Linked DNA regions of Mus musculus: regions 2, 3 and 4 are each linked to region 1. The links are chromatin contacts, called in public promoter capture Hi-C maps. All regions are on one chromosome and are shown on one strand. The core of a region is the stretch at or near the end of the contact, and the rest is flanking DNA. Distances in the headings are between cores, read along the strand shown.

What was found. Promoter capture Hi-C pulls out the DNA fragments that hold promoters and counts their contacts.
Region 2: a promoter capture Hi-C map of liver shows a contact between it and region 1, with 2.6 times the contacts expected there. The contact joins the promoter of 3300002A11Rik here to the promoter of Psmc1 in region 1. A contact is called at or near these places in 4 of 39 promoter capture datasets (hippocampal neurons, liver and second pharyngeal arch cranial neural crest), 2 of 484 Hi-C or Micro-C datasets (cortical neurons and palatal mesenchyme) and 4 of 115 datasets of contacts at active chromatin or transcription factors (astrocytes, cardiomyocytes, embryonic hindbrain and 1 more).
Region 3: a contact with region 1 is called in a promoter capture Hi-C map of pre-B cells, with 9 times the contacts expected there. The contact joins the enhancer-like site here to the promoter of Psmc1 in region 1. A contact is called at or near these places in 4 of 39 promoter capture datasets (embryonic stem cells, hippocampal neurons, pre-B cells and 1 more), 7 of 484 Hi-C or Micro-C datasets (B cells, the G1E-ER4 cell line, embryonic stem cells and 2 more), 2 of 115 datasets of contacts at active chromatin or transcription factors (large pre-B cells and memory CD8 T cells) and 1 of 9 other capture datasets (embryonic stem cells).
Region 4: a contact with region 1 is called in a promoter capture Hi-C map of pre-B cells. The contact joins the promoter of Rps6ka5 here to the promoter of Psmc1 in region 1. A contact is called at or near these places in 6 of 39 promoter capture datasets (the 3T3-L1 cell line, cranial neural crest, erythroid cells and 3 more), 4 of 115 datasets of contacts at active chromatin or transcription factors (bone marrow-derived macrophages, embryonic stem cells, large pre-B cells and 1 more) and 2 of 9 other capture datasets (embryonic stem cells and liver).

What each region holds. Positions count from the first base shown.
Region 1 is chr12:100,106,943-100,112,827 of GRCm38.p6, forward strand. It overlaps Psmc1 (protease (prosome, macropain) 26S subunit, ATPase 1), which reads left to right and starts at 3,260. Exons shown (of 11, transcript NM_008947.3): 1 at 3,260-3,269; 2 at 5,389-5,442. The coding sequence starts at 3,267.
Region 2 is chr12:99,338,096-99,343,980 of GRCm38.p6, forward strand. 3300002A11Rik (RIKEN cDNA 3300002A11 gene) reads left to right here and starts at 2,936. Exons shown (of 3, transcript NR_166805.1): 1 at 2,936-3,130. It overlaps Foxn3 (forkhead box N3), which reads right to left. Exons shown (of 6, transcript NM_183186.2): 3 at 3,327-3,439. RefSeq lists an enhancer at 525-3,176.
Region 3 is chr12:100,835,826-100,841,710 of GRCm38.p6, forward strand. Dglucy (D-glutamate cyclase) reads left to right here. Exons shown (of 13, transcript NM_145448.5): 4 at 2,675-2,873; 5 at 5,546-5,696. Among named protein-coding and RNA genes, the nearest start is that of Gm36572, 55 kb to the right of the region's middle. Within about 2 kb of position 3,571, at least 77 of the 459 cell types and tissues checked have an H3K27ac peak or open chromatin away from gene starts, as enhancers often do. A contact at or near this core is called in B cells, the G1E-ER4 cell line, pre-B cells and 1 more, where this site is marked.
Region 4 is chr12:100,722,204-100,728,088 of GRCm38.p6, forward strand. Rps6ka5 (ribosomal protein S6 kinase, polypeptide 5) reads right to left here and starts at 2,917. Exons shown (of 17, transcript NM_001330702.1): 1 at 2,578-2,917. The coding sequence starts at 2,677.

The DNA.
Region 1 (5,885 bases), core at 2,010-4,509:
CCCAAAAAGCTGTCCTCTGATTTATACATGCATGCAGATATGTGCACATCTGCAGACACACCCACACACCAATATTAAGATATTCTAATTTAAAAACATAAAGCTTACAGACATCAATGCAATAAATAGTACATGGTGTTGGGGTACATGCATGCATTATGTGATATTTAAATACATAGAGCATCTATTTCTTTCACTATTAATCATTTCTTTATGGTTAAAAGTTGAAACCCTTTCAACTAGCTTTCTGAAACACACAGTTCACACACTGAGGTAATGTAGAATGCTTTCTCAACATGTACAAGGCTCGGGGTTTGAGACCCAAAAGAAGAAAAAGTAGCCTATGATAAGATCTTCCAGTGGTTTCTGCCAACACCTGCTATCTAAAGTTAGAACCCACCCCACCATGGCTGCGCAGTCTTTGTCCTGTGTAATTTCCTCTATCATATTTATTATCATATGGCATGCTATGCAATTTATTTACCTGCTTATTACAAAATTCATCAAAATTTTGTTTTCTGCTCGCTCATTACAGTATTCCCATCGCCCTCAGGAGAGCCTGGAGCATGGTGAGTGTCCAGAAACTAGCTATAGCAGTGAGAACGAGAAATCTGAGCTGAGTCATTGACCCAAGTGGCACTCTGACATGGGGCAGAGAGAGGCAAAGCCACAAGATGACCACTGAGATGGGGGAGGGGAGGCTTCGTCTGGCTTGGGTCTCATTGTGGTGACATTACCCAAGATATTCTCATTCAAACCACCACATGTGGCTATTCATAATCTCCACCCTCTCCCTCCCCTCCCCCACCCTCTCCCTCCCCTCCCCCACCTTCTCCCCTCCCCCACCCTCTCCCTCCCCTCCCCCACCTTCTCCCCTCCCCCACCCTCTCCCTCCCCTCCCCTTCTTCTTATCCCCATCCATAACTTCTAAAGCATGCGGCTTCTACTTGAATCAGTGCCCACACCACCTCTCTCTCTCTCTCTCTCTCTCTCTCTCTCCCTCTGTTTTTCTTGAGACTGGGTTTCTCTGTGTAGCCCTGGCTGTCCTGGAACTCACTCCTCGAACTCCGAAATCCACTACCTCTGCCTCCCAAGTGCTGGGATTAAAGGCGTGCACCACCACTGCCCGGCCACACTACCTCTCTTAAGAGGACCCAAGAAATAGAAAATAATAGAACAACAAAAAAAAAAAAAAAAAAAAAACCCACAAAATTTATGTTTACTCCATGACAGATAAGTAAAAGCAAGCTGAGTTATCGAAGTCTCTCCGGATGCTTAGGGAGATGGAAGGTGTGGGTGGAAAAGAGGGAGAGTTCCCTCCACGACTGTGTAGATGGGCAGAAAGGAGATTTTAAAATCACGTGACTGTGGCACTTCTGAACGTTGTCTGTCCCACAGAAGGCAAGTCCTAAGCGTCATCGGTTCTGTGTGTGCCGGCCTCTTAGGGAGCCTCCTGTCCTTTCGGTCATATTTGGGTCACACTCCTAGGCATCCCAAGCAATGCTGGCCTTGAAGCCACTTTTAACACAGACCAGAACCCTTTAAATCTTCCCACTTGTAACTTTTTTGCCTCTGAGACAGAGGCTATGTAGCCCTGGCTAGCCTAGAACTTGCTACGTAGACCAGGCTGGTCTCCAACTCACAGTCCTCATGTCTCTACCCACTCTGGAGCCATTTACAGCTCTCGCCTTCTTACAACTCTCTGCTTCCATCCCCTTCTCCCTCTGTCTCACACTGCTGTCAAACAATCCAGTTGCCGTTCAGCGCCCAATCACACATCTAAACGTTGCTGCCACCGTTGGTCCACCGCCTTTGCCTTCACCACATCTGCTGCTTCTCTGTGCTACCAGTTCATGTCTCCAGCCTCCCAAGAGTAAATTTAACTTCCTCCCTTTACCATCAAAGCAGGCAAGACAAGACCAAAGGAAGTCTTTTATTGAGCCTCATGTTACAACATCCAGGGAGGCAGCAATGGAGTGTCCTCCAGCCAACTCACCCAGCAAGCTTGGAGCAGCCTGTATATATAGCAAGATAAAGATTCAGATAACCATAGCACACGTGGGTATTGATGAAGGTTTGTGTTGGCACCAGTCACCTTGTCCCTTTAACCTTCACCTTACAACACACAGTTTCTGTCTGCTGGACCATCAGGGGAAATAGCCCCACCTGGGCTAGGTAGAAATGATGGCAGGGTCTTCTGAAATTCATTGAATGATAGCAAAAGGTCTGATACAAGGTGTTGGGAACGGCTAAGGCCATCAACTGGGATTGTGTATAGTTCTCAGTGTGTCTGTGGAGTACTCAAAATAGCCAGGTCCTTCGGGCTGTTTGACTAACCAGTTCTTTTGTTCAAAGTAGCTGTTAATTAGGGAGTCAGATTTCCTATCCCTCAAACTCTTACTTAGGAATAGGAACACAAAGAGTACTTACATGGACAAGCTAAAGAATTTATCGTTAACATTAATAACACTAATTAATAACAATGTGTAACACCTGCCTGGGGCCCCAAGCCCCAGTTTGTGTCCCTCCTCAGTGATACTTGGACTCTCTCCACATTCAGTGTCCTGTCTTTTTTTTTTTTTTAATTTTTAATTACTTTGTTTATGTTTACATGTATGAGTTTGCACATCACGTGCTTACAGGTGCCCTGAATGGTTGTTAGTTGCCATGTGGGTCCCCTGCTCTTCACTGCTGAGCCCTCTCTCCAGCGCCTCAAGGGTAATTTTAACACAGTATTAGCCACCATCATCAGTCCCTTGTCATCAGAGGGAAGAAAAAAAAAAAAAGCACACATTTAGATCTCTTTCGGCAAAGAACTATTTTCAAGAGAGCTACAAAGTTCAGAAACTAAAGAAGATCATAAATGCTGTGTACACATCAACTTCTCAGTCCCAAGCGCCATTCCTGCCTGACATAAATACTTCTTCCCAATTATAATTTTGCATCCTTTTAAATTTCTAAAATTTTCATATTTTCCCCAAGTCTCCAACGTCCAAGATCATTGTCTTAAGTTACTGACAAAAGCCCAAGATCAGCTACTTAGAATTCCCTCGAGTAAACTATTTTAAGTGCCCACATGTTTAACCAATCCTTGTACCAAACCGCCGAAATAAGCCCTTCGTGCTCAACTTCGCCCGTGAGGAAGTTGGTCCCGATAGGCTTCCGTAGCCTGTTTTTTTTTTTTTTTTTTAAAGTTACTTCCGTTCTGTCCGGGTCGCTTTGGTGGATGCACTTCCGGCGGTGGCGATTTGGAGGACTGAAGGAAGATGGTGAGTGACTAAGGGTTTCGGCTGGTCGTCTCAAACATCCATGCGCCCCAAGGCGGGAGGACGAGGCGATGTGACGCTCGGGTTCATCGCGGGTCGGAGCGGATCTCACTCCCTGGCGGACGCGGGCAGGATGCACGGCGCCCAGGGAGAGACCGGGCTGTGAACCGCTCGAGTAGGCAGGCGCTGAAGGGCTGAAGCCGAGTGGGACAGCCCGGCCGACGCTGGGGACAGCGGCTGAGCCGCAGAGCCAGCGTAGTGTTTCTCCGCAGACGGCTCAGCGCTCTCCGGTTTGGTTGGTTGAGCCGGATTCAGATGTAGGCACGGAGGTTACCGGGCGAGCACGGTTGATGATGGCGCTTCCGTTCTAGAGCAGGGAGACAATAAATATGTCAGGGAACAGGACCGGGCCAGATCGTTACGTAGCTGTGTTGTAAGAAGGTGGCTGGTTTTGTTAGGGTATCAGCGAAGGACCCTTCGTGGATGTGAAATCTAAATCGAGGCCTAAATTAAGGTTGTAAGGGAGTAATCTGTACTGATAGCTGAGCGAAGCCCGGGCAGGGCAGAGGGTCAGGAAATGCAAAAGGAGGCAACCCTGAAGTCCGCCCGAATCATGAGCTGCCAGGCCAATGCATCTGAATGTAGGTGAAGGCCAGAGCACACAAAGGACCGGTGATGACTTTGAAAAGTATCCCAAGCCGGGCGGTGGTGGCGCACGACTTTAATCCCAGCACTCGAGAGGCAGAGGCAGGTGGATTTCTGAGTTCGAGGTCATCCTGGTCTACAGAGTGAGTCCCAGCACAGCCAAAGTTACACAGAGAAACCCTGTCTCGGAAAAGCAAACAAACAAACAAACAAACAAAAAGTATCCCGAACATGCGCCAGGCATTTCCCCAGAGTTGTTCTTACTTCTTAGAACAACCCCGAAGATTATTATTAATGTCCCCATTTTAATGAGGAAACAGAAATACAGCCAGTGACCATTGGTGGGGCACAAATCCTTTCTTTTCTAGAGCAGTTGAGAAACCCTCTGGGTTTGAGAGACAGCAGAACTTAGTGTGATTTCTGTCTAACAAGCTTTGTGACAATATACAGGGCCGTTAACCTCCCTGGACCTTGGTCCTTTTATCTGCCTGTGTATCAAGGGGGCTTTGAGAATCAAGCGGCTCAGGGGTAAAGAACACCTGCTGCACTTTGAGAGAACCCACGTTTGGTTCCCGGCACCCATGCATGCCAGCAGGCTCCAGAATGGTCTGTAACTCCAGCTCTGAGTAGGTCCGAGCCTTGCGTGTGGTCGAATGTGCTTTATGCTTGGCATCATTTCTGAGGTGGTTTTGTCCTGGTACTGAAGCCACCAGTGTTGTAGTGAGAGGTGCTTCCCTAGGGTGGTGAATCAGTGAGTCCACTGTTACTCCTGTTTCAAGCTCCACTGTTGGGCAGATGGGATGGCACTCGACATGAAGCCTGGCAGCTTGAGTTGACTCCAGGACCCACAAGGCAGAAGGAAAGAATCCCTGGAAGTCGCCCTCTGGCTTCCTCTCGAGTGCCCCGGCATGCGGGCACAGACCCACACGTACACTAAACCACATATCTTTGCACAGGAATTTAAAGGACCACCATTTAAGGCATCGCCCAGTGTTAAGCATTGTTTTAAAGTCAGAAATCCCGATGAGCTTTTCATGCGTTTTAAGATGACAGCTTTTCAGATCGGGAAGGAAGTCTTGTCTGGGTCCCAGGCTGTCAGGATAGGAGCTTGGTAGGTTGCTGCTGAAAGTCTTCTGGGTCCTGTGGATCTCTGGAGAGAGTAAATGACCATGCGTGGCGAGTCTCTTTTCACAGTCGGGGAGGTAACTGACATTAGAGGGTGGCAAGTCTGAACCTCCCGGTTGAGAGGGGTGCTCTCTGGCTGCCAGCTTTCTTACTGGCTCCTCATTGTCGCATGGCTCTTGGTTCTAAGAGGCAAGTAATGTCTACACAGTAAGTGCATACCTGGGAGCCCAGGTACTCATTTTCCACACATTACAGTGGGTGGGGGTGGGGGTGCTTGTGTTTTAGAGCCAAAGTACCAGTGAAGTGATAGTATTCTGAATTTATGTGTGTTTTGTCTTTTTTTATCTTTCAGGGTCAAAGCCAGAGTGGTGGCCATGGTCCTGGGGGTGGCAAGAAGGATGACAAGGTAAATACCAAGCAAGATCTGATCGGGCCATAGAAACTGCCTTAGGTCTCGGCGAGTTCTGTATGGTACCACAACCTTTAAGAAGCAAAGTGATGTAGTGATCTTGGTAACCTTGTATACAGATGCATAACCGGTTTCATTTTTAAAGAACGTATTGCCCTGAGTTAATGATTTTTAAACATGAACATTGTGGAAGTTTTAAAGTAGATCACCTATAAGTGTTTAACTTACTGAGGTGTGAGAAGTGCCTCACCTCACCAAACTTAACAAATAAATCAATTTTGACCTTGGTCTACTTACTGAAAAAATCTGAGTCGCTGCCATCTCTCTAAAGAGATTACACTTACTTGCTGCAGTTAGGTCTTACTAAGTGAGCAGGAGTATGAAGTCTGCTTTTCAAAAGGTGGTCATTTTACAGATTAGGAAGGGTGTGTGTGTGTGTG
Region 2 (5,885 bases), core at 1,686-4,185, 770 kb before region 1:
CAGACACTCGGTTTGTATGTTGTTTATAATGCAGTGACATCCCTTAGCTCATTGGGGCAATTTCAGGTTGACTCCGGTGTCCTGAAACTCCTCTACCATTCCGCATGGTCAACACACCTGGACTTTCTGCTTCCCCAGAATGCTAAGGGTTGAATTACAACTTCCTAAAATCCCCCCCCCCCGAAGTCCTAGGTCCCTAGTATGTCACAATGTGACTGTATTTCAAGTGTGTGTCATTGGAGAAGTTAAAGTCACCCTGGAATAAGGAGAGTTTTTAGTCAGGTAGGCTTAGCCTCCTCCTAAGACGGAGGTAGAGACAGTCCTGTGAAATATAAGCCAAGGAATATCACAGATAACCAGCAAGCCACTAGAACGGGGGAGAGGCTGGGCCAGATCCTCTCCCACAGCTCCCAGAAGAAACCAACCCTGCTAACACCTTGGGCTCATGGGGTGAGAGGCAATTCCTGATGCTGTCTGACTCACTCAGCTGTGGCACTTTGTCAGGGTGGCCTATGTAAATTAATACAATGGCTAACTCACCTGGCTCTTCGAATTTTAGTTAAAAACAGTATTTAGGACAAAAAAAAGAGAGAGAAAACAGGTGTAGGGGAACATTCTAACAAAATCTTGGAAAACAGGCGCAAGCCAACAGACTGCAATGTTTAGCATTCTGTTTGGATGGGAACAAGGTTTGGGGCAGTGTTTTCAGACTCCTGGATTTCCTCACAGAGCTTCCAGCCACCTGCAGCTTAGGCCAGGGCTGCTGCCAAGCACACCTGCAAGGGACAGCATTAGCTGCCCTTCTTGTATAATCACTGTCTTCTCTCACATGCCAAACACCAGCTCTGTGGAAGCCAAACACTACCCAGGTGCCCTTCACAGTGGCTCCACATGGGGCTGACAAGGACCCCTTGAGTCACAGTAGACCTGGCCAGATCAGGTTAACTCAGCATTTTGGTATCTGTTTATGGCTGGCTGTTCCACTTCCGGCCTCCTGGAATTACATCACCAAGTGGCCTGGTACAGAGAAATTCTTCACCAGTTTCGGTGTGAGCTCTCACACCATAGGCTGGCTTCTCAAGCAAACCCTTTCCAAGGCATGGAGAGAGCACCGTGCTCTCTGGATTCAAATCATGAAGATGTGGGCTGGAATCGCCTCACTAGTGATCTGATGGACTTGACATCTAAGCACCTTGATATGGAAGGAGCTGGTTAACTGCAAGGGACAGAACTGGATCTGAAGTGGTCATCTGGAAATCATTTACTGTAAAAGCCCTAGTTCATCTGCATTTTCATGCCCGTGCTAAGACTCTAGAGAAGTCATTAGGTTACAGCCAGCTCACAATACCTCTGGCCTGTGTGTATTCTACTTGCTACCCCCAGAGTTCTATTATAATCCTTCAAATTATTAAATAATTGCAGTGTTTCCCTGGGGGTCACATTTGGCAACAAGGCACTGGCCTAAATGAACCAATGACACGACCCAGTGAATAACACTTACATTTTTAACTTGCTAGAAGCAAACGGGTGTGACATACTTCTAAGGGAGAAACTAGAGAAACTAGTGGGGTGGGCTTGGAAACTGAATATCGACAGTATTGCAATAATTAGTGCCAGGCTCCCCACCAACCCCATAAAAAAGCAACTCTCTAACCCCAATCCCAGCTTCTATTTCAGGAATGGCTACCATCACAAGAAGAGAGGCAGGCATATGGCTCTCCCCTTCTGGACATTCCTACAATGTAGGCTAGGCTGCTCTGGAAAATCCCATCTCTTCCTCCTACAGCTATATGACCTCGAGTTGTCATTTCAAATAAAGTATGCTTCCACTGATTTTTATGAACACAGACAAAAGCAGCTACAACCTTCCTTCCCCCAGCCCCCCAAAAATACCCTTGCGAACCAACTGTAGTTGCTATGTAGGGTTATTTGTTTCTAAGGCAACAGCTTATGTCTAAGTACTAATGGCCTGTCCTTTTGCCAGGCAACAAACAGCCTTGTGATGCAAGTGCACCTGTCTCAGCTACGCGTTACTATGGAGACACTCCAGTTACTATGGCTACCATCACGCTAATCGCCTAGCAAAGGCAGACATACAGCAGTCTTCTCATAGAGCCCAGCTGCTTCTCCCGTCTCTTGCCGGAGACTGATTGTCTAGGGTCTGTGATGGAACGCACAAGAACTTCATTAATGCCACGTTGGAAGGCTCACTCTGTGTGCCCTCCTGCAGAATAAACATCAGAACAGAAAAATCTGCAAGTGGACTGTAAAATTCCCCAGCCTTCTGACACCGGGCCATTCCCAATTAACATAAATGTCTACTCCACTGGCAGTTTCTCTTAACCAGTTAACAAAGGAAATGCTGCTACATGCCTTCTAGAACTTCTTGGTAGGGGACTGGAAAGATGGTTTAGTGATCTAAGAGCACCGGCTGCTCCTCCAGAGGATCCAGGTTCAATTCCTAGCACTGACACAGTGGCTCAAATCGCCTGTAATTCCAGTTCCAGGGGATGCAATGCCCTCTTCTGGCCTCCACAGTCACCAAGCATTCAAATGCTACACAGACATAAATGAAAGTGAAACAGCTGTACACTTAAATAAAGTAATTTTCAAACTTTCTTAGTGGGCCTGATGACAAGCACCGTGAAGAGCTAAGACTCCATCCACAGGTTGAAATCCGGCTCTTTGTTCTGTAAGGCCCTTTCTTCTAACTTAGCACTGACATGCTTTTTAAACTGTGACAATCTACCTAACACCCCTCCCATTGTATATTTGTAAAAATGCACTCATGACCTCAGTCTCATGACAGCCAGACACGTGAGGAGGGAAAGTGGCCATGGTTCTCAAGACAAACACTTAGTAACCACAACAAACCCATCACTCAGGAGCCTGTCGACATGGAAACCGGATGACAACAACCGAGCCTGCCTTCTTTCCACATCTCTAGAGGCAGGCCATGGGAAGGTGGAATCACCTGTGTGCCTCACCGCTCTTATTCCAACAAAGCGTGACCCGCAGAGATAGAAAAGCTGTCCACTTTCCTCTGTAACCGATTCTACCCAGGAAGACGCTATTTACCTACCAGGAGCCCTTCCGGAGCCACACCCGCTCAGTCGGAGCTACAGAAGCGGTAAGCTTCCCAGGAAATGCATAGCCAATGGATGTGCCTCCTCATCAGACTTAATTCTTTTTCCCATTAGTCTGTAGTTATTTTTAAAACATTCATACGGCCTACTAAATTAGTTTTAGAGACTGTCTCTGCTAAAATAACAAAATTCCAGGAGACTTTAAGAAAACAAAAACCCCCGATAGTGCGAGTCACTTACCTTTGATAAGCCTGAGGAGTAGGAGGTGGGTGGTAAGGTGTCTTTTTCAGAGCCTGAATTAGATTTTGTCTATACTCTGGGTCGATGCACCACAATGACCCTTTCCCAATACTCTGCAAAGAAAAATTAAAATGAAAACATATTAATACAGTACAGAGAATTTTGTGGTAGGCAAATACAGGGCTATATTGTAGTTATTCTCCAAAGTTTCCTGTTCATTTGCTAATGATTTCTCAGGCTGACAACAGGACACCATTAAATGCTCTCTGCTCCTCTTTGCCCCGAGTAGATGAGGTCAGATGAACATGTAGCTACCAGATTATGTTGATGCAATAACATGACTGTCAAATCTGAACTACCCCCAACCCAAAATCCCTTATTTCTCAGTATGAATCTGGAGGAATATTCAGACTCGTCCAGAAGTCTCTAACTTGGCTGACGTTCATGGGCGCTGAGAAGACCTTTCGAAGCTCCATCTCTGCTCTAAAAACCCCAGCTGTTTTAAACCACATTATCTTGGCACGATCTTACAAAAATGGAAACGTAATCCACTCATTGTTTTTGGTATCCCGTCCCCCTTGCTCACAAAAGAACATTTATGCTTGGAATGGAATTTATAATTACCTTCCCCTCAGAAACAAAAGACCTGGCAACAATAGCAAACCTAAGCCAGAATTCAAAGTATTTTTTATTTTTATGGGGGGGGGGTGTCCTTCAGTTCACAGCAATCTGCTCTTGTCTCTAGGAATCTTTAGAAGAGGTCACACTTTAAAAGTGTAAATTGGCTAAAACTGTTCCCTGGGGGGAAGGGGGCAGCTTTCCCTGAAGGCCACTTTTGGGCTGGCTGGAGGCAATTGGTCTGAGATCAGCTTTAACAGTGGGTGGGGGTGGGGAACAGCTGCTCTCGCCTGCCCTGCTTTCAACTGGGTCAGTGTACCCAAACCATTTGAGAAGGTCAACAGTAAATATTTACGGATTTGGAACGAAAAGAAGCTAAATGACCTAGTCCCACCCCACCCATGCTTCCTTTGTAATTTCCCTCACTCTCCTCTACAAAGCCTGGTGGTGTCTTCCAACATTGAGAAAAGCAAACATGAAAACCTTTAAACTAACACAGAGAGGCAGCAAATTACAAGGAGATCACATGGAAGGACCACTAAATCTAAGCCATTCCAAAAAAAAAAAATCTTTGAAGAATTTTCCTAGTCTGCATTTCAGTTATCACGTCACCAAGTAGTGTTCTTACAAGCCTTGTGTGTTCACAGCACTCGTAAATAGTTCTCAAGCCTGTGTAACAGCAGCAGGACACCTAGAATGAACCATTCCCAGTGTTCTGGGGTCAGGGCAGTCCTACAAAGTCATTCATGGTCAAAGGCCATACCCAGAACCATGCCGGTCACCTGGTCCCTGGTCCCAGAGCATCTATGCTGAAGATATATCTGTAGGGTTTAATGATCTGGGCAGTCAAAGATCTCAAAGTCATTTATTTCCTTTCCTGTACATGTTTTTAAGTCTGGCATAGTTTGCAGGGTTTGACCAGACTTTCCAAGTAAAGCAGGTTCTACACCCTCTATCTCTTCCTGTGGAGTATGATGCATGGTGTACTTTAAAAAGGTAAGGTGTGGGCAGAGCCGGGAAGACAGTGAGTTACCACACTGAAGTAAAAGAAGCCATCAAAGCACCCACCAAGCTGCAGGTGGGAGGGCTGGCCTGACCTTCTTCATCCAAGGCTCTCAGTTGAGCCCTGAGCCAGGAGACCAGTGCACAGCATGTCCTAAGCTGCAGGGAAGACCATAGCCAAGATGCAATAGAAACACTTCTGCCAGGAGATGGCCCCAGCAGCAGGCGCCTAACTAGGGGCCTTTGTTTTCATCAACATGGCTGTCAAGGAGGCAGGTGGATTTCTGAGTTTGAGGCCAGCCTGGTCTACAGAGTGAGTTCCGGGGACAGCCAGGGCTACACAGAGAAACCCTGTCTCAAAAACAAAACAAAACAAAACAAAACAAAACAAAACAAAACAAAGATAGCTGTCAAGGCAGGGCAGGTTTCATCTTTCACCCACCTGGAACCCCCCCCCCCCAACAAAGCAATCAGGGCCCAACCAGCCTTCCTGGGTGAGCAACTGTAAGCCAAGAATGCGCTCCTCCCAACCCCAACTCAAGTATCCTGTTTATAATGCTGTAATGTTATTTAGAGTGGATAGAATAAAGCCCTGACTGTGCACAATAGTTCCCCAGTAAGAGATCCAGCTGCTGAGTGGAAGGGTGGAGAACCAGAATGGGAAGTCTGGAGCCATCCATGGTGCCGGAGAAAGTCATGGCTCCCTCACTGGTGAGAGACAGGCAAATGGCCCAGGGATGGTGTGTTATGAAACCCTAACATGGTGGCCATGCCCGCATGTATCACTGAAGAGATCTTAAGAAAGAGGACATACCTGCCTAGACGTGCTCCATAACCTCACATCTGATGGAGTTTTGACTCCAGCAGAGGCAGGAGAGGGGTTCTTGCACACTGAAGGGTTTAACATGGCCACTGCTCACGTGCTGGATAGGTTGGTGA
Region 3 (5,885 bases), core at 2,321-4,820, 730 kb after region 1:
TGCTTTGTTTGTTTTGTTTTGTTTGTTTGTTTGATATAGGATCTCATTATGTACCCTTAGTTGGCTTGGAGCTAACTATGTAGACTAGGTTGGCCTTGAACTCATAGAAGTCTACCTGCCTCTGCCACCTGGGATTAAAGGTATGCACTAACCATGCCTGGCCCAAGAGCAATACACAAATGCATGAATGCCAGTGCGAATGCCCGTGCTCAGCTCTCCTGCTCTCTCCACTCTTATACAGTTTAGGACCCCCTTGCCTAGGGAATGGTGCCACCCACAGGAGATGCATCCTCCCACCTCAATTCATCAATGCAATCTCCCAAAGACATTCTTACAGGCCAGCCTGAGACTCTCTTTCCACATGATTCTAGATAGTATCAAAATGATGATTAAAATTAACCATGACAGGCACTGCCACCTGTCGCTTTATCACTCCTACCAGAAAACCCTTGCACAGGATTAAGAACAATGCTCGAATCACTAACCCCCAGAAGAAAATACCATTCATATTGTGCATGTTTGCCTACAGCAGACATCCCCCTTAGCTCCCATTCACTCTCCACAAGTTTCAGTTACCCGATGGGTGACCAATGTCTAAAATTATTGCATGGGAAATTCCAGGAATAAATAGCTCAATGTTTTAAATAACTTTTATTATAGTATATAATTATAATTACTATGCATCTCTGGTTTATAAAGGAAATGTCAGGTGTAGAAATACAGGGGACAATAACATATACAGGGGATGGGGCTAGCCAGTGTCAGTCATCCACTGGAGATACTAGATGTATTTTCACACATAAAGGGTGAGCACTGCATAACAAGCCTCTTAGGTGGCTCTGGGAACCCTGCCTCTTTGCCTCTCCACTATGCCCTCGCTTCATAGCTTCAGCTCCCATTGTCTTTGACCTAGACTTTAAGACACTGTAACTCTCCTTATCTTCCTCCTGCTCTCTCCTCCATCTGACCATCTTCTGCTCACCCACAAAAGTGGCCTTTTCTAAGTCTGCATCTGATCATGTGACTCTACTCTTTAAAAGTTTCCAAGGCCAGCCAGCCTGTGGCCTGTACCTTAGCCCCATCTCAAGACTAGTGGTGACCCGGCCCCAGCTCAGCTTCTTCCTGATACTCAGGTCACACACACACCCCTCCCCAAGCTCTCTTCCTAGACAGAAGGCTTCCCATTATCATTCTGTAGGTGCAAGGATGAGGGGACCCCTCAAAAAGACGTTACTAGGGCCTGAGCTGGTACTTACTGTGTGGTCAGCTTGAGTCTCCTGGTGCAGACCTCCCTTGGCTCATATACTCGGTGCCTTCACACTTAGCACATTCTGCCTAGGTGTCCTTCCCTTCTCATCCAACCTGTGGACTCCTACTTATGCCTTAAGACCCAACTCCTCCCCCTTCATGGGTCATAGCATTCCAACACTATGAAGAAACACCCAAGGCACACATCTTAAAGAAGGAAGGGTTTGTTTGGTTTGCTGGTTTGGAGGTCTCAGTCTATGGTTGAGTGGCTACAGCTTGGGCCTGTGGCAAAGCAGAACATTATAGCAGGGGAGATGGAGTGGAGCCAAGCTACTCAGGAAGCAGAGAGAGAGGATGGCGAAGTAACATCCTCATCTTAAAAGCGGATATACCCGATGACCTAACTTCCTCTTACTAGTTCCCACCTCTTAAAGGTGCATAGCTGCCACCACCACCACCACAAGCTGGGATGGTGCATTCAGTCTATGGGCCTCTAGGGGAGACTTGAGATCCAAAGTAGAGCAGTAGAGGAGGAGGGTGCCTCATTGCTCTGTGTTTCTCCCTATCCAGACACTTGCTGCTCCATGGAGCTGGTGTCTGAATGTGGAGTCACACCCTGGCCATCCCTACAACCCATCCCCTGGCACATGGCTGGAAAGGAGGAATAACCCAGCAATGATTTGGGGTGAACAGGGTTGAGGCTCGTACCACATAAGGCTTTCAGCCTCATGGGAGAGGACACCAAAGTTTCTCTGGGTCCAACAGCATCTCCCTGTTGCAGAAAGTCCACCATTGTTTTATTCTTGTGGGTCTGACTGGTCTCACATTGAGGTTCAGGAAATGGGATGGGGTGGGACCCACAGGTTATGCTATGCACACATTGATTCAGTGGTTCTGGTTTGGTCATGCTTCAGGAACACCAGCAAAGCCCCGACTTGAAAACCAAGCGCTCCCCAGTGTAGAGAGCTCTAGACGTGTCAGTATCAGAGAGTCCCTCCTCTGCCTTTTTCTCCTCCTCCTCCTCCTCCTTCTTTTAAAGATTTATTTATTTAATGTATATGAGTACACTGTAGCTGTCTTCAGATACACCAGAAGAGGACGTCAGCTCACATTGCAGATGGTTGTGAGCCACCATGTGGTTGCTGGGAATTGAACTCAGAATCTTTGGAAGAGCAGTCAGTGCTCTTAACCACTCTCCAGCCCCTCTCTGACCTTCTAATAAACACAGTATTGGCCGAGTGGGCACGGTGGTACACCCTGTGGAGGCAGAGGCAGATGAATCTCCATGAGTTTGGAGTCAGCCCAGTCTACAGAGCAAGTTCCAGAATAGCCAGGGCTGTTACATAAAGAAACCCTGTCTCTAAAAACAAAAACAAAAACAAAAAAAGCGCCTCAGGGGCCTGTGAGCACTTCTTTGTGTCCCTAGGACCATCTGTCCACAGTTGCAGAAATACAAGTTTGGCACCTGCACAGGCATCCTGACCTCACTGGAAGAGCACTCAGAACAACTAAAAGAAATGGTGACCTTCATCATAGACTGCAGCTTCTCCATAGAAGAGGCCTTGGAGCAGGCAGGGATCCCCAGAAGAGACCTAACAGGTCCCAGCCATGCAGGAGCATACAAGGTAAGGCCATGCCCCTGGGCAAAACAGCTTGAAAATGTGGATGGACTCTGTAGTTTCCGATGGTGGAGAGAATGTTGGTTCAGGGATCAGAAGCCCTAAGGTCAGCCCTAGCTCAGTCGCCCTCCCAGGTAAAACCATTACCCTCTGAGTCAGTCTCTCTCCCACCTGCCTCTGATATGGCTGTGCAATGTCAATCAAAGTCATTTGGACATTTGGAGAGAGAGAGAGGGCATGTATATATGAATGTATGTTCAGGCTAAAGGTCAACTAGTACTCTTCGGGAGCAGAACACATTGTTTTCTGCTAAGTTACACTTATTTGGGGAAGGGGTGATTTTGGTAGTGCAATGTTTGTGTGGAGATTGGATGGCAACTTATGGAAATCAGTTCTCTCCTTCTGCCTCTGCCTCGTGGGGCTTGGGAATCAAATTCAAGTCACCAGGCACGGCAGCAAGTGCCTTTATCTGATGAGTCTTTTCACTGGCCCCACCGTGGAGTTGGAGACAAGACCTCTTACTGGGATTCACTGATTAAGGGTAGGCTCTCTGCCAGAGAGCCCTGGGGATGCTCTTGTCTCTATCTCCCAGTGCTAGAATTACAAGCACAGGGTGTCACCATGGCCAGTTTTGATGTGAGCACAGAGTGTTAACGGCAGAAGGGTGGCCTCTCCTGGGACACGCCTGCTGTTAGGGACTGTCCCTGTGGCCGAGTTGATGCACTTCTCTTCCTGCTGAAACCAGTCACGTGGGGAAGAGTGGCGCCCTTCCTCCTCTGCCTCCTTCCCAGATGCTGTTGGGACAAGTCTGAGCACTCTGGCTGATCAGCAGTCTCCAGGCCTCCCTGTGCACAAGACCAGCCTCCAGACTTCCCTGCTCACAGTGGCTGGACTTTTTTCATCTTGAGCGCTGTTTGTCACAGTGTCCCTCCCCACTTTGACTCCTGCCAAAGAGGCTTGGACTGCGTCAGGTCCCTGCAGTTCTGTAGTAACCTTCGAGGCACAAAAGATTGGGTTGATGAGATTGGCTATACAGAGAAACCCTGTCTCGAAAAAACCAAAAAAAAAAAAAAAAAAAAAAAAAAGCTTTGTACAGAGGCACAGACGTCCATATATGTTCACCAAAGCCTGTCAATTATCCATGACACGTCACTGCCCCCTCTCCCCACAGCTGCCATACAGTTTTGTCTGTAACAACTCACCCCACTGCCCTTAGGCCCTGAGAGAGATGGCTCTTACAGCCACCTTGAATTTGACTGATGGCCTGGATAGATGGCCCATCCTAAACAGAGGTGTCTCAGTCCCCAGGAGCCCTGCCTGGCTTTGTGAGTGGCCTACATGTGCCTTTGCTCTGTCCCAGGTGCTGTCATACAGACACTGGGCTGGCAGCACAGCAGAGCCTCATCTTACAGTTGCCAGGGTGGTAACAGCCAGTTAAGTGGCAGCCAAGGTCGTCCCAGGGGATCCTGATCCTGGCTGCGTTCTAAGCCTGTCGTAAGCCCCACTGCAGGGGGAGAAGTATACCACCAGTGAAAGTCACCCAGGTCGCCCTGTGCAGAATCTTGGAAGGGAAGACCGGGGCATCCAGGGACAGGCTCATCCTGTGGGATCTAGAAGTAAATCAGGCAGCCGATGTTCCTGGCGCTGTTTGCTTGCTTTTGCCTGATTCTGTCAGAACTTCGCAGCTTCTTGAGGTCCATGGAGAAAGAACATTTAGAGACCCATGAGACTGGGCGAGGAAATTGTTTTTTGGTTTTTTGGGGTGTTTTGTTTTGTTTTGATTTTGAGACAGGGTTTCTCTGTAGCCCTGGCTGTCCTGGAACTCACTCTGTAGACCAGGCTGGCCTTGAACTCAGAAATCTGCCTGCCTCTGTCTCCCAAGTGCTGGGATTAAAGTCGTGAGCCACCATGCCCGCCACTGGGTGGGAAAATTGTGTGTGTGTGTGTGTGTGTGTGTGTGTGTGTGTGTGTGTTATAAACCTCGGCTGAAAGTTAGCATTTCCTTTGGTTCTGACTGTTGGCCACAAAGGGCTGTTGGATCAATATGTCCTGGAATGCTGAGGATGATAAAGTATCTCACAAATAGCATAACACAGTACAGTTCTTGAGAGTTTCAAAACACCCTGTATACTGATACTCCAGTAACAGATCTGCCATTCTGTCCTCCTAGCTGTTAGTGGGAAAGTATAATATTCTTTCTGGGGCTCTGGTAACTACATCTGGACATCAGAAATAGTAGTGGTTTCCTTTGGAACATTTGATTCTCTTCTCTTCCCGTCACCTTTTTGCTGCCCCGTCTGTGTGTTTGTTTTAAGGCAGTCTCTCACTGTGTTACCAGAATCACCTTAAAACTTTCCTTGCAGTCAAGGCTCAAACTCCCCATCTCCTTAGCCTCCCAGGTGCTGGGACAACAGGCAACACACCATCCTGAATTTTCTTTTATGTGGTGAAAACATTATTCTGTCCAGCTTAGATGTGTGCCAGACTGCCAAAGTGATGTTGACAGATTAATAAAGAAAAAAATGAATAAGGCTCCCCCCTCCTGCACCCTAGTTTTGAGTCTCTCACTGTCAACCAGGCTGCAACAGCTCCCTGGATCTCTTGCTTCTTGGACTGGAAGTGTTGCGGCTTTAATTTGAGTTGATTCCTGTATTTTCCCCCTATATTTTCACTATCAGACAACAGTGCCCTGTGCCACCATTGCTGGCTTCTGCTGCCCTCTGGTGGTCACAATGAGACCCATTCCCAAGGACAAGCTGGAAAGGCTGTTGCAGGCCACTCACGCCATAAGAGGACAGCAAGGACAACCCATTCACATCGGTGACCCAGGTCAGTGTCCACCCAACATGGGCCTGAAAAGCACACAGGGGCTTGTGCTGTTCTTATGGGGAGGGTCTCAAGGGTGAGGGACTGGGGTGAAACCCAGAAGTCCAGTACTGGGTGCTCTCAGGCTTAAGGCAGCACTGTGCCACACTAGGGGGCCTCATCTTGAGGACTTGTGATGCACACTCAACTCCT
Region 4 (5,885 bases), core at 1,667-4,166, 610 kb after region 1:
AGGGCTCTTTTGTTCTTCAGCACTGTGTGTACCAAGCTAGCTGACGTACAAGCTTCCAGAGACTCTTCTGTCTTTTCCAGCTCTCACGGTGCCATACAAGCACTGGGATGACAGATACACACTACTAAACCAGCTTCTGTGTAGGCCCAAAGGATTCAAACTCAGGACTTCACACTACATGGCAAGTACTCTATCCCAAAGAGCCATCTTTTCAACCCCAGGCAAATGAATTATTGTACTACTGTGTGTTGTGATGGGCAAGATAAATACAAGCTATTCAATAGCAACACAGATTACAAGGAGTTTACACTCTGCTTGAGAAGGCAAAGACACATATGATAATGCTAACCACCCAATGACTTAGTTCGTTTCCCAGCTACACTAGATTAATTCGTATGTTTTACAATAAGATCTGATTGTGGAATTATTTTTTAAATTTTCATTCAATAAATATTTCCTACTATGTGCCAAGTAACCTGATTAACATTTTTCCAGTAGTGTCTCATTCAATGTCCACATTTTACAGATGAAAGGAGTAAGCCTGAAAGAATGCAGTGATTTCCCAAGTCTATACACCCAGCTAAGTGGCAGAGCTAGTATTCATCATCACGTCTTCCAACTCCATGTCCGGGTATGCCATACTATTCAGTCTCCATAATGGAGCCATTTCCACGCCCTTATACTGGGTTTCTAATTCAATTATCATTTGTCCTATGGTATTCAATATAGCCACCAGCTACCACACTGCTCTAGCTCCTATCAGAGCAACATGTGCTAAGAGGAGCCCAGCTGGCTGGTGACGGAGGAGTTACTCTTTCAAGTTATATTTTAACAGTGTTTTTGACCATTACATCTGATCAGTTGTCCACGTGCTTAGCAATACATTTAAATGGCCGTTCCTGTCCTTTTTACTACATTACTAGTGAGTTCAGTGCAGTCTCGTCATCCATCAGAAGAATTTCTAAATGCAAACTTGATGATTCACACACAGTTAGTTGACAAAGGGAAATAAAACAGCGCTCATTGTTTTCTACAGAGTTAGCATTGTTTGCAAAATCCAGAAACTGAGCAGTTGGCTGACTACTAACAAGTAGGTTGCCCCTTGGTCTTTGAGCAAAAGACTGCTTGCTGTATCATGATCAATGGCTGAGCATAGAAGACTTCAAGCAGCATTTGTTGTACTGTATGATTCCACACACTTACAGCAAGGAATCATTATGTAAGATGGGGGGGAGGTGGACCAAAATCCTTACTCTAGAAAATGTGACACTGCTCCTGGTGTAAACTGGGCATTAACACTACATACATGTATACTGAGAAAAATGGCTTAAAATCCCGTTGAAAACATCACTTTTTGATAACATTTGGAGTGAAGATCTCAACCAAGGGAATCTACACTGTTTATGTGAGGAATTCAAAAATACTATGGAATAACTGGGTCAGGATACATTATAGAGTCAGAACCATCAAAACTGCAGTGCTTATACTGATAAATGAGAAGGCATGAATTTACATCTTATACTAAGTCATAAGACTGGCACCAAAGATACTAATGGGCAATCAAGAATTGTGGGTTGTAGTTAACTTTATCCATCTGTTTCAATCTGTTCCAAACAGCAGCAAGGTGGACCCGCTTTCTACCTGAAACCTGCCATTTGCCATTTGTGTCTACTTAATATAATGTGCCAAAGACTTAAGTGTCAAAAATCTTAAAACCACTGACACTAATAACTATCGATCCACTCTAACACATTCTCCATGCAGAAATGATAGTGTAAGGGGAGACCTGACTCCATGGGGCTGGGGAGACCCAAACTTTACCAATTGGTCCAGATAAGAATTTTCCAAAACAAACCCCGGAATTACACAATGAAAAAGCAAAAGTAAAAAGCTTAGCACACGGAGCTTTACTGATCTCCAGCACAGGGGATGCAAGCACTTAAGTCGCCTAGTGAAGCCTTTCACCCAAAACTTTACATTTATAGAGGCTGCTTGCCAAAAGACCTGGCAAATTTCAGAGAGTATAGTACTTCACGATAACTCTGAGAGAAAGGACTTAATTCCAGAGGACCACGAAGCCTTTTTCCTTCACCAGAGACTAACCGAGAACCAATACCCCTCTCGCAGGATCGCTGTCCCTTAGGGATGGTACAGACATACATACACACACAAACACACACACTCCCCTCACACCTGAACCATCCCAGGCAGAGGTGCAGGGTAAAGTGAGTTCAAGCTTCAAGCTCCATCACACACAGCTCCACACAGCTCACCTCTTGAGGGAAAGAGTACCTTTCCCTCGAGACAGCGTGTAGTGACAGATATGTCACCTATGCAGGAAAGGGGGCATAAAGGCATCTTCCCAGGCTGGGTCGGAAACTGGGGGCCCAGCAGGAGCAAACTTTCCTCTCCGTGCCCAGAGCCTCCCAGGACCCCCGGACTATTCCCCGCCCGCGAAGCCCCGCCCCGGGCCCGTCCCCCCCAGCCCGCGCCCCTTTTGGCCTGTGCGCGCACCCATGCCGGCTCTCAGGCGCGCCTCCGCGGCTGGCCCGGCCAGCAGAGGGCGGGGTCGCTCACCGGTCCGCAGCTCGTGCTTGACAGTAAGGAGCTGCTCGCCGCCGTCGCCGCTGTCCCCGCTGGTGCCCGCGCCGCCGCTGCCGCCGCCCTCCCCCTCCATCTTCACCCTCTTTCCGATCGCGCGGGTCGCTCTTAGGGGAACCTGATGGGACAGCAGACGCCCCGTCTCTCCACAGCTCCAGGAGCCGAGCTGCCGCAGCGCCACAACTCCGACACTGAGGCGAGTCTCTTTCCCGCTCTGGCCGTGCAGCTCCTCCGCCTCCTCCCCTCAGCGGGCACCGCTAGTACGGCACAACCCCGCGCCCTGCGCCTCCACCTCCTCCTCCAGGCCGCTCCTCCCACAGCCAGCCCAGGAGACAGCCCTGAGCCACCAGCGCTATTGGGCGCAGCGCGCGCGCGTCTGCCAGCGCCCGTTCCCATTGGGCGGCTAGTCCTGACGTTTCAGGAGCCGCCCCGCCCCGCTGCTCGAATTGTTGTTGCTTGGCGGGGAGGCAGGAGAGGGAGGAGCGCGAACGCTCCGATTGGCAAGACCCACGGAATGCCCCACCTACTCGCTTTGGTGCGCACGCGCAGGCAGGCCTTCCCTCTCCTGACCTCCCCAGAATGGTCACACCCCTTATTCCCAGCTTCGATCTGTTAGTAAACAGTATCTAGTAGTCAGGAGGCGCTCCGGACCTCTGATTGGCTACTGCGGAAAGAGGCGGGGAAAGACGATTGGACCGCTTGGTCCGCCAATCACAGTGGACAAAGGAGGGTCCTGGAGGGAAGCACTTGTCACCCACGTGTTTGCGCTCGCGCGCGTCTGAGGGTCCTAGGGAACGGCCCACAAATGTGTGACTGTCTGGAAGATGGCATGTCTTCGAATGATACTATTCTCTGTAGCACTAAATAAATTAAATGAATTTTGTGTTTAAATACAGGTAGGAGCCGGCAAGATGGTTCCGTGGGTAAAAGTGCTTGCGGCCAGACGTGGACAACCACAGTGCAGTTCCCATATAATGAAAAAGAACTAACATGTTGACCTCCGACCTCCACACAAGCTTTAATTAAGGGCATGTATCGCTCACACAAGGCAAAACTAAATTACGTTTAAAAATTAAATACAGGTAGCTCCTATACACAAAAAGTCAAGGTTCTGGCTCCGGATGAGAAATCTGAAATAATAACTTGTGGAGGTGGGGAGTGTAGCTCAGCCTAGCCTTGACCCCCTGGTACGTCTAGCACCACCTCCCAGTGCTGGAATTCGCAGTATGTGCCACCATGCCTTGCTTATGACATGCGGGAGATTGAACTCTCCAGCTTTATGAATGCTAGGCGAGCAGTCTACCAGTTAAACTACATCCTCATCCCAATTTTTCATGTTTAAGAAACTCAAAGAGTGTGGTGAATCATAAAATAAGATTCAATTTCTGCTCCTGAAAAGCTATTAACGGAACTCGAGAGATGGGCAACTTGTATACAGGCACAGGAAACTATAAAGAATTTAAACAAAACTGTGAACCAGTATTAAGCATTAGAGAATGGCACAGATGGCAACGATTATTCTCAAGGCTTTTAGGGCAAGGAGAAAATCTGGATAGCCAATTTAAAGGGCAAGTAAGACAAAACTGGAGACATTTCACACAGAGGTAAGCTGTGAGCCTAGGTCTAGAGGAGATCAAATGCTGGTGACCTAAGTAACAGGTAGGCTAAATGAAGTGTAAGGGAAACAGCTGTATAGGAAAGATGAGTGTATCTTTATTTTCCTTCTTGGAAAAAAAAAAACAAAAAAACAAAACAAACAAACAAAAAAAAAAACCAAAACAAAAAAACCCAAAACAAAACAAAAACACCTGACAGAAGCATTCTAAAGAAAGAACAGGTGTGGTGGCACTGACCTTTAATCCCAGCACTCAGGAGGCAGAGGCAGGCAGATCTCTGTGAATTCAAAGCCAGCCTTGTCTACATATCGAGTTCTAGGATAGTCAGGGCTACACAGAGAAACCTTTTCTTAAAAACACTCAAAAGAGAAAAAAGAAAGACCTGGGCAGGGTCGGGGAGTGACTTACATTTTAAGGATAGAGTGTATCATGGAGGCGGGAAGATGGAGGAACAGGAGACCACTTGGTCAAGTTGTGTCTGTGGTCAGAAGCAGACAGCGCTAAACTGTGGTACTCAGCAGTCTCCTTTCTATTAAATCCAGGACACCCAGCACAGCTAGGGTGGATCTTCCCTGTTAAGCCTCCCTGGAGATGCCATTAAAGAGACACCCACAGGTGTGTCTCCCAGGTGGTTCCAAATCCGGGCAAACTGAGAATGAAGATGAACCGTGTCCTTAAGACAATGAGGGATCGTAAATGTTACACTGAGGCACAGAAGTTATTTAGTAATGAAGTCCCCTACACTAGTTAGAACAGCAAAGTCACTCTCTTATAACTTGTCGAATCCCATGAGGCTGACGGGAAGAGAGGACTCACTGGGAAAGAATGTATTGCAAGTGTAGCACTGACAGCTTAATTTCTGTAGCGGAAGTAGGTGATAATGAGAAAAGAAAAGACGAGCATAAACAATGCAAAAATGATCTTCTAAATTGCACATGGATTAGATGAAGAATGGGCAAACTATCTTCCTGTTAGAGGACAGATAGCAAATCCAAGGCTGTGTGAGCCGTAGACTCTCATTTATAACTACTCAATTTTTCTGGAAAGTGGTCAATAGAAAACAGAAAGACAATAACAAATGGCTGTGTTCCCCTAAGATGTCTTAATGGATATTGGAATTTGAATTTCACATGCCATAATATATTATTGTTTTAATATCTTTTCAAACATTGAAATATGCAAAACCCATCCTTAGCTCATGGGCCTTTAAAAAGTAGAAAGTGGTCTATATTTGGTAGTCTCCATAGTTGGCAGATTTTTGTACCAAAGTACCTGAAGGGGCTGGAGAGATGGATCAGCCGTGAAGAGCACTGATTGCTCTTCCGAAGGTCCTGAGTTCAAATCCCAGCAACCACATGGTGGCTCACAAACATCCTAAATGAGATCTGATGTCCTATTCTGTAGCAAGCTGGCCCGAGGCTTACAAGGACCCGGTACCGTACACCGGGGAAGCAGGCTGGAGCTGAAAGAGAGAAACTAGCCGGTCGAGAGAAATAATGGAGCCAAGATGATTCCCTGTTCAAGGCTCAGTGTTTATTAGCAGTCTGCGCTGTTTTGTTGCCAAGTTGTTAGCACTAGTCCGCCAGAGCAGAGCCATTAGCAGTAAGTCGCCAATTTCACAGGTAGTCAGCTACCTCAAGAACCTCTCCGGAAGACATGTTCAGCCTC